3 separate regions of the Mus musculus genome follow, and all the other regions are linked to region 1. A link is a contact called in public promoter capture Hi-C and targeted proximity ligation data. All regions are on one chromosome and are shown on one strand. The core of a region is the stretch at or near the end of the contact, and the rest is flanking DNA. Distances in the headings are between cores, read along the strand shown. Region 1 holds the start of Tmem134 (transmembrane protein 134). Region 2 holds the start of Kcnk7 (potassium channel, subfamily K, member 7). Region 3 holds the start of Rela (v-rel reticuloendotheliosis viral oncogene homolog A (avian)).

What was found. Promoter capture Hi-C pulls out the DNA fragments that hold promoters and counts their contacts.
Region 2: a contact with region 1 is called in a promoter capture Hi-C map of liver, with 4 times the contacts expected there. A contact is called at or near these places in 2 of 39 promoter capture datasets (cranial neural crest and liver) and 1 of 484 Hi-C or Micro-C datasets (muscle stem cells).
Region 3: a targeted proximity ligation map of pancreatic cancer cells shows a contact between it and region 1. A contact is called at or near these places in 1 of 39 promoter capture datasets (liver) and 1 of 130 datasets of targeted methods (pancreatic cancer cells).

The regions. Positions count from the first base shown.
Region 1 is chr19:4,124,607-4,127,280 of GRCm38.p6, forward strand. It overlaps Tmem134 (transmembrane protein 134), which reads left to right and starts at 1,354. Exons shown (of 8, transcript NM_001078649.1): 1 at 1,354-1,434; 2 at 1,436-1,594; 3 at 2,451-2,515. The coding sequence starts at 1,420. It also overlaps a transcript of Aip not described here.
Region 2 is chr19:5,703,124-5,705,797 of GRCm38.p6, forward strand. It overlaps Kcnk7 (potassium channel, subfamily K, member 7), which reads left to right and starts at 1,348. Exons shown (of 3, transcript NM_010609.3): 1 at 1,348-1,671. The coding sequence starts at 1,353.
Region 3 is chr19:5,636,191-5,638,864 of GRCm38.p6, forward strand. Rela (v-rel reticuloendotheliosis viral oncogene homolog A (avian)) reads left to right here and starts at 1,351. Exons shown (of 11, transcript NM_009045.5): 1 at 1,351-1,651; 2 at 2,242-2,268; 3 at 2,361-2,512; 4 at 2,665-2,674. The coding sequence starts at 1,645.

The DNA of each region.
Region 1 (2,674 bases), core at 104-2,603:
ACAGCTCATAGAAACAGCAAACAAGATGCATGTGGAAACCATTAGCACTGAGTGGAAAAATGGAAAAATGTAAACAACAGAATGCACTTGATACAGGAGCCCATGTTTGTACACTGCAAACACATCCATACAGAAGACAATGCCACGTAAGAGCCAGGCTGGGTTGAAACTCAGTGAGGCCAGGTCTTGGGAGAAGAAGGGGAGGGGAGGAAGATGGGGATGGAGGGAATGGGGGGGGGGGAATGAATGACCACAACTAGAGAGGAGCCTCTTTAACCATAAAATGAGAAGTTGGGTTGACTCAGTTCTTTATGGGAGATCATAAAATGTGAGGGCGGTTGGACGTGGAGGAGGGCAAACACTTTGTAAGCTAGAAAGATATGGGTTCAAATTTCAGACGTAGCACTTTGACAAACTGCCACCGATATTTACTATTATTTATACATCTATTCAGTTCCAAACACTCCTGAGCACTGAAGAGAAAGCAGTACTATAAAAGCTAAGGCAAAAAGATCAGGAATTCAAGGCCAGAGTGAGCTAAATAGGGAGCTCCTCTTCCAAGAAAACCAAAAAAAAAAAAGAAAAAAAGATAGAAGGGAATGCAGACTCAGTGCTAGAAAGATTGTTTTTTAATCACTTTAGCTGCCCCATGTATTCTGAATTGGAGAAAACAATATAAGCTCTGAGCCTCAGTGTCCACATCTGAAAAATGACAAGGACACCCCTCCATTGGAAGCTGTGGTGAGTAGGATGGAGGAACAGGTCCAAGAGTTTCTATGGCACTGGAGTGCGGACTGGAATCCAGGCTACCTCATGAGGTTTGAGCTGCTGGGCAGAGAAAGCAACCACACACACACCTCACACCCCTGGGCAGAGAAAGCAACCACACACACACACACACACACACACACACACACCACGCAACCACACACACACCTCACACCCCTGGGCAGAGAAAGCAACCACACACACACACACACACACACACCACACACACCCCGTCACACACACACACACACACACACACACACACACACCACACACACCCCGTCACACACACACACACACACACCACACACACCCCGTCCCTCCGTCCCCCCTCCTCCCCTCCCCCCTCCCTTACAAGCACAAGCTTAGATCGGTCCTGGTCACAGCCGGGGCTGTCGCTCACCAAGGGAACCTCTGGGGGGCGCCGCGAGTCCCGCTACCCGCGAGACTCTGACGCGATCCCGAAGCAACTCTGCATTCTGCTGCTCAGGCCTGCAGAGGAGGAGCGGGCAAGGGCGGGGCGGTTGTAGAGGGCAGATCTTCGCTCCCAGGGAGACGGGGCGGGCCCTGTGAGGGCGGGCCCTGTTTGGTGGGCGGGGCCGTGGCGGGCTCAAATGGCGGCGGCGCTGGGCGCCTAGGCCGGCGGGGGCCATGAGCGCCGCCCGGCCCCCAGTTTAGCATCGATGATGCCTTCGAGCTGACCCTGGAGGACGCGGGGCCTGAGCCCGAGTCCAGCGGGGTCGCCCGCTTCGGGCCGCTGCACTTCGAACGCCGGGCTCGGTTCGAGGTGGCTGATGAAGACAAGCAGTCCCGGCTACGCTACCAGGTGAACGGCCCTGCTCGTCTCACCCTCTTGTCCAGGATAGGGCGGAACCCCAGGCCGGGCCCCGGAGAATTCTAACTCCGGAGCCTCTGCCTAGAGACCCCAGCGGAGCGGAAAATTGTCCCCTAGACGTGTCTGCTCATCCAGATTTATGTCCTTGCCCTCTGAGCTCTGAGTTCGGTTCCAGTGCAGCTGTGGAGAGCCGGAAACTCGGACTAGGAACCCAGGCCTTAGCAACAGTGTAGAACCCACCTGTCTTGAAGACTGACACCCCAATATCACTCCGAGGAGTTTGGGGAGTACTTCCAATCTGAACCAGACCTTGTCGATATTTACAGCATCCCTTGAGCCCCAGATCACGTGACCTATGGAGCCTCCGCATCCCCTCTGCTTTGAGAATCACCCTAAAAGTGGAGGTCCCCACACATGATGTGTTTGCCCATCTCTTCATACTAAACCACACCATAAATCATTGTCTCAGGTAGCTTCCCCCAACCCTATCGTTCTTTAGGACGTAAGACCCAGAGGCCTGTGCTATGCTATACCAAATCCAAAGTCTCTATGTTGGGTCCCTGAAAAATCCTGAGAGCCTCATTTGAGTGGTCACCTGCTCCTGGGATCCATGCTGGCAGCCCACCCCTGCTGGATTCTGTGCTGAAGCCCCCAACAGCCACCTACTTCCTACCCAGGTTTTGGTTTCTGAATCATCAAACCGGTTCCGCTGGGAGGGCAGGGAGAGGCAGGAGAGCAGCTGCCAGATGTGCCAGGCAGAAGCTGTCAGGCTGCCTTTCTCCTCCCCCCAGAGGGCAGTGGAAAGGCCCATTCCTGAAGCTTATCTGAACCTTATGTCCTGTAACAGAACCTGGAAAATGATGAGGACGGAGCCCAGGCCTCTCCGGAGCCGGATGGGGGAGTCAGCACCAGGTCAGGGCCAGGTGGGGACCCACCCTTCTTATCCCAGGCCCCGTGTCTCAGGCTCCTGTCTGCAAGGACCTGCCCAGTCCCAACCAGATGCACTTACCTGTCTTACAGGGATTCCTAGCCCTGCTTCTCTCATGGGATCTGCTGTCCAGCTGGGTCACC
Region 2 (2,674 bases), core at 98-2,597, 1.6 Mb after region 1:
GGCCCAGCTGCGATGTCATCTCTAGGAACCTTTCCCAGGATGTGTCGTCTTCACCCCAGGGAGATACTCACCTCTGGGAAAAATCTCAAGGGTTTGCCCTGGGTTTGCCTCTCATATTCTGGATATGGGGAAGCCCACCCACCTGGAAGCATGGTGACCCTCCCTGGTGGCCTGGACCTGGCCTTGAGGTTCCCACCCAGTCAATGCCTTAGGGCAGTCCTTCCATGGTTTATGAATGAAGCTCCCCCAATTTACACAAAGTAGCCATTCCAGGTCTGCAGTCCAGCCAGGCAGAGGCAGGAGATCTGCAGCAAGAGCCAGAACAAAGAGTCAGGAACACCAAGCGCCCTTACCTCATGCTCTCTCCAACTGTGTCTATTCTGAGTCCCACAGAGCCTCTCCCACCCTCTGCTTAGGCGATCACTGTCCCACCCAGAATGCTTCAGCATCCTCACAAGATCTTTGGTCTACTTGCCAACAACAACCTGTCTCCTCAGCCCCTTCTTCATGGTTGGTCTCTGACTCCTATATGACTTTTTCCCTGATGTTATCTTTAAACTTTTATTTTATTTTAGACAATCTTACTCTATTGCCCTGACTTCGAACCTGCTTTGTAGATCAGGTTAGCCTTGAACTCACAGAAATCTTGAAGGCATTCGCCATCACACTTGGCCCTATATTTTTATATAGATTGCTGTTTTGCCTGCATGGGTCTTTACCACAAGTGTACCTGGTATACCTGTGCCAGGGGAAGGCTCTCAGGTAACCTGGAACTAGAGTCACTGGCAGTCGTGAGCCACCATGTAGGTGCCAGGAATCGAACCAAGGTCCTCTGGAAGAACAGCAAGTGTTCCTCACAGCAGACCATCTTTCCAGCACCATAACTAGCTTGTTCTCTGGTTGGAATATTACTTCCTTCAAAGAGTTTTCCTGGGAAGTTTGCCCTCCCCGCAGGCTGCTCCCTGGTAGTTTGTCAGCAGATTTCTTATGGGAGCAGCAGGAGAGGACAAACCTGTGTCTGTCATCTTCCCTGGTGTCTGAATGAGTGATGCATATGTGACCAAGGAGGCGTGACTTTGCGTACGTTCGTGTGAGGATCTCTCCAGGCTTTTCTCACCCAGTCAGTCTTCTCACCACAGTGTCTTCCTCCGCCCACCCCCAGTGCCCGGCTGCCATGTCTTGCCCCAGAAACTGGGCGTGCTGTGGCTCACCTCCCTCATTCACGTTCATTCTAGTCATCTCAGCCGCCTACCCACGCAGCACCTCCTCCCCGCCACGCCCTTCGCAGCCCCTCCCTGGTGCCACTGGTGGCTTAGCCTACTCCCTCACCTTCCCAGACTCAGTGCCATGCTATGGGGAGTCTGAAACCATGGGCCCGATACCTGCTCCTGCTTATGGCCCACCTGCTGGCCATGGGCCTTGGGGCTGTGGTGCTTCAGGCCCTGGAGGGCCCTCCAGCTCGCCACCTCCAGGCCCAGGTCCAGGCTGAACTGGCTAGCTTCCAGGCAGAGCACAGGGCCTGCTTGCCACCTGAGGCCCTGGAGGAGCTGCTAGGTGCGGTCCTGAGAGCACAGGCCCATGGAGTTTCCAGCCTGGGCAACAGCTCAGAGACAAGCAACTGGGATCTGCCCTCAGCTCTGCTGTTCACTGCCAGCATCCTCACCACCACCGGTAGGCACTACCACCACTACCACCAAGCAAACCAGGAGGAGGACCCAAGAGCTCTAGGGTGCAAGCCCTTCCCCCACCCCAAAGCTCCAGACAAAGCCACGGCTCTATCAGACCTGACATCACAAGTGGGGCTCCCCACACAACACACCCCAACTGGTGCCTCCACTTAAGCTGCCAGGAGGGGTGTGGCCTCCCCAGCCCCGCCCCTCAGCACTCTGCATCCAGCAGAGAAACCCGGGTCACATAGGCCTGAAGCCAGACAGAGAATACATCTGGGTGGGATAGACTCTTGGCTAGAGAGATGCTGTAGGAAGCACAGCTTAGAGCCGCCCTCGAGGAAGTCTGAGGGGAGGAAGTGGTGATGATGTGCTCAGAGCCCAGTGAACAGGGTGCAGAAGTAGGTCGGGTTAGCGAAATTCCTGGCTAAGAGAACAGATGTGCTTAGGCACAGAACTAGTCCTAGGGGGTTGGTTTTGTTTCATTGTCCTGCTAATAGTCTAAATACTTTTCAAAGTGAAATATGTATCTCTAACTTCCTTTCCAATTGGCTGGAGCAGGATGGAGCCTGCCTCTAGACCACATGGCCGCTGGCCCACCCAGTCTTCACTACACTCTTACCTCACAGCTGACTCCTAGGAGCTTTGGCCTTTGTAACCCATGGACCCTGCTGATCTTGTTCTCCCAGCATGCCCCAGTCTCCTACCTCTCCCTTTCTTGCTCCCTGCTTCTCTGGCTCTAAATGCTGTCTCTCGTGCATGCTGCCTCTTTTCAGAACGTCTTGTTCCCTTGCCTGCTTCCCTCCCATAACCCAGAGCCCGGGCAGATACACATTTGGGGAAAGAAGGCGGATGGCATGCCACAGGTTGAAGATTTGGAAATAATGGTAAAAATAAGAACTGACAAACCCAGGAAGTCAGGATCTGGCTGGGGAGACATTAGTTGTGGAGCGCTTGCCTAGAAGGCATGGGGCTCCCTGGTCTCCATCTGAAGTACAGATAAAGAG
Region 3 (2,674 bases), core at 101-2,600, 1.5 Mb after region 1:
GAAGCTGCAGTTACAGTTGCTGATAACTGGACTCTGGTCTTCTGCAAGGGCATTATCGACTCTTAACTGATGGGCCATCTCTCCAGCCTGCAACCATCCTTTTTTAAAGAGCATCTTCTGTAGTTCTGGATGGGTTCAAACTATGTAGAGGAGGATGACGTTGAACGTCTGACCCCATGAGCGCTGGGATTACTGGAGCATCCTGGAGTCAGAGATCAAATCCCAGCTTCCTGCAACGTTATGCAAAAACTACTGAGTTCTCATTTCTAGCCTTTACTTTTTAGTAAGGACGCTGGTATTCATATTAACTTAAATTGTAACTATATGTGTTTTTACAAGTGGTTCATGTGAGGACCAATGATGGCTGTGTGCCATTAATTGGAGATTATATTCATTCTGTCGCCTTGACATCCGCCCTCGCAAAATATTAAACTGCTTTTTCTAATCTGCGCCAAGTGAGAAACTGAAATGAGTGGGAGGGGCGTAACTATTTTCACTTTTGTCTTCCTGTTTTTTTCAGAGCCTGGGAAAGCAATTCAGAATTTCCAATCTTTTCCAATTCCCACATGATTTCCTAATTTAGAGAAAATAAGTCTTTCTCTGAGTGCTGAAACCTCCTGTGGCCCGGGAGGCGCCTCCTCCTTCTGGCATAGTGGAGGCAGCCTGATGTGTTGCGTCCTCCGGCCAGAGTCCCCACACTCAATCTGCACACCTGCCCTTGGCTTAGATGGCAATTTTTGCTCCCTACAAACGCTTTCCTCATTGGAGCCTGGACTCCTGGGAGGCCTTGAAGGAGATGTTCACGGTGTGACCCTAGCTGGTTCCGGAGATCCCTAAAGATCTAAACCTTAGCAGACAGCACCTATGTGTGCAGACGAAGCCCTGGGGCTCTTCCAGCACTCATGGCTCTCAGGGACTCTTAGAGGTACAGGTGTCTGCCTAGTCCTCGGTCTGCCCCTCTACCCTAAGGCCTGTCGGATGCAGCACGCTCGCTCCGCGAAGCACTCCTGCGCGCAGCCGGATCTAGGTTGGGGAGCATGTGGCCCGTAGCACGCGGGTCCCCAGAAGGCCCCTGCACGCTTAGGAAAACGTGTGGAATTCAGTCACTGGCCTCCGCGGGAGCAGCAGGCCTGGGCCTCTCCCTGCGCAGGGCGAATGGCCGCAGCCTGCCACCAGCCCTGGCTCGGCTCCAGTCCCGGCCAGGGTGACATCACCAAACTCCTGAGATCAGAGCGGGGCGGGGAACGGGACCCGAAATCCCCTAAAAACAGAGTGAGTAATCGCGGGCCCGCCCTCCAGGCGGGGCCGGGAACGGGACCGGGACCCCGAGCGAGCCGCGCTGCGGAGCTTGTAGTCGGGCCGGCCTCGGGACAAACAGCCTCGGCGTCCTCCCGCCGCGCTGCGGTGTCCCCGCCCGCGCGCCCGCCGCACACCTTCCGCGCCCAGCGTGAGTCGCGCACCTGCTCTCGGCCCCCCACGCGCGGCGGTGGCGGTGGCGGCGGCTCAGCGCGCAGGCGCGGCCGGATTCCGGGCAGTGACGCGACGACGGGCGCGCGCCGCGCATTTCCGCCTCTGGCGAATGGCTTTACTTTAGCGCGCCGTGGGCTCAGCTGCGACCCCGGCCCCGCCCCCGGGACCCTGACCATGGACGGTGAGGCTGCCCTCTGGCTCGGGGGATGGCTGCCCTAGAGCTCCGGGGCCTGCGGCGGAATCTCCCCCCTCCCCGCGCCGTCTTCCGCCCCTTTCTGCGCCGCGGGTTGCTGCGCAGGGAGCGGCAGGCCGGATGGTGGCACGGGGCGGGGCGGGCTGCGAGGGGGTCTGACTCAGTTACCCCTCTCAGTGGAGGGCGCCTTGACTCAGTGTCCCTCCTGGGTGGGGGTACGGGTGAATCTTGACTCCGTTTCCTCCGGCTCCCCCCACCCCCGTGTCGATGCGATTAGTTCTGGCTTCCTTTCCGTGTAAGGAAGAAAGTATCTGACTCAGTTTCCCCAGAAGAGGAGAGGAGGGTATTACCCCCTCCTCAGTGTCACTTATGAACGTAAAACAGGCACTGACTCAGTTTCCCCTGGCAAAGGAATGCCTCTGTGTCCCCTTTCTCTAGTTCCCCGGCCTCTGTCAGGGCAGGTTTCAGGGTCTTGGCTCAGTTTTCTTGGAAGGGAGGGAGCTTGGCTCTGTCAGGCCTTCGCAGGTGAGGGTGGGCACTGGAGTTTATTGACAATGTGCCTTGTCTTTCCCTTTCAGATCTGTTTCCCCTCATCTTTCCCTCAGGTAAGTTGGACCATCCATCCTCAGTAGTCAGGGGCTGTCCTGGAGTCGGGGCCGTGGGGATAGCACCTGATGGCTGACTGTGTCACCCACAGAGCCAGCCCAGGCTTCTGGGCCTTATGTGGAGATCATCGAACAGCCGAAGCAACGGGGCATGCGATTCCGCTATAAATGCGAGGGGCGCTCAGCGGGCAGTATTCCTGGCGAGAGAAGCACAGATACCACCAAGACACACCCCACCATCAAGGTAAGCAAGAGCCCCCAGGGGTGTCGCTGGGACACAGATGTGGTGGAACGCACTGTGCAGCCCCAGCAGACTTGCCTCCTGGTCACCGTGCCCTGTGTCTAAGAGCCAGATTAGGGATTGCTGGCCACTAGAGTACTCTGTACTTTGGACAGATCAATGGCT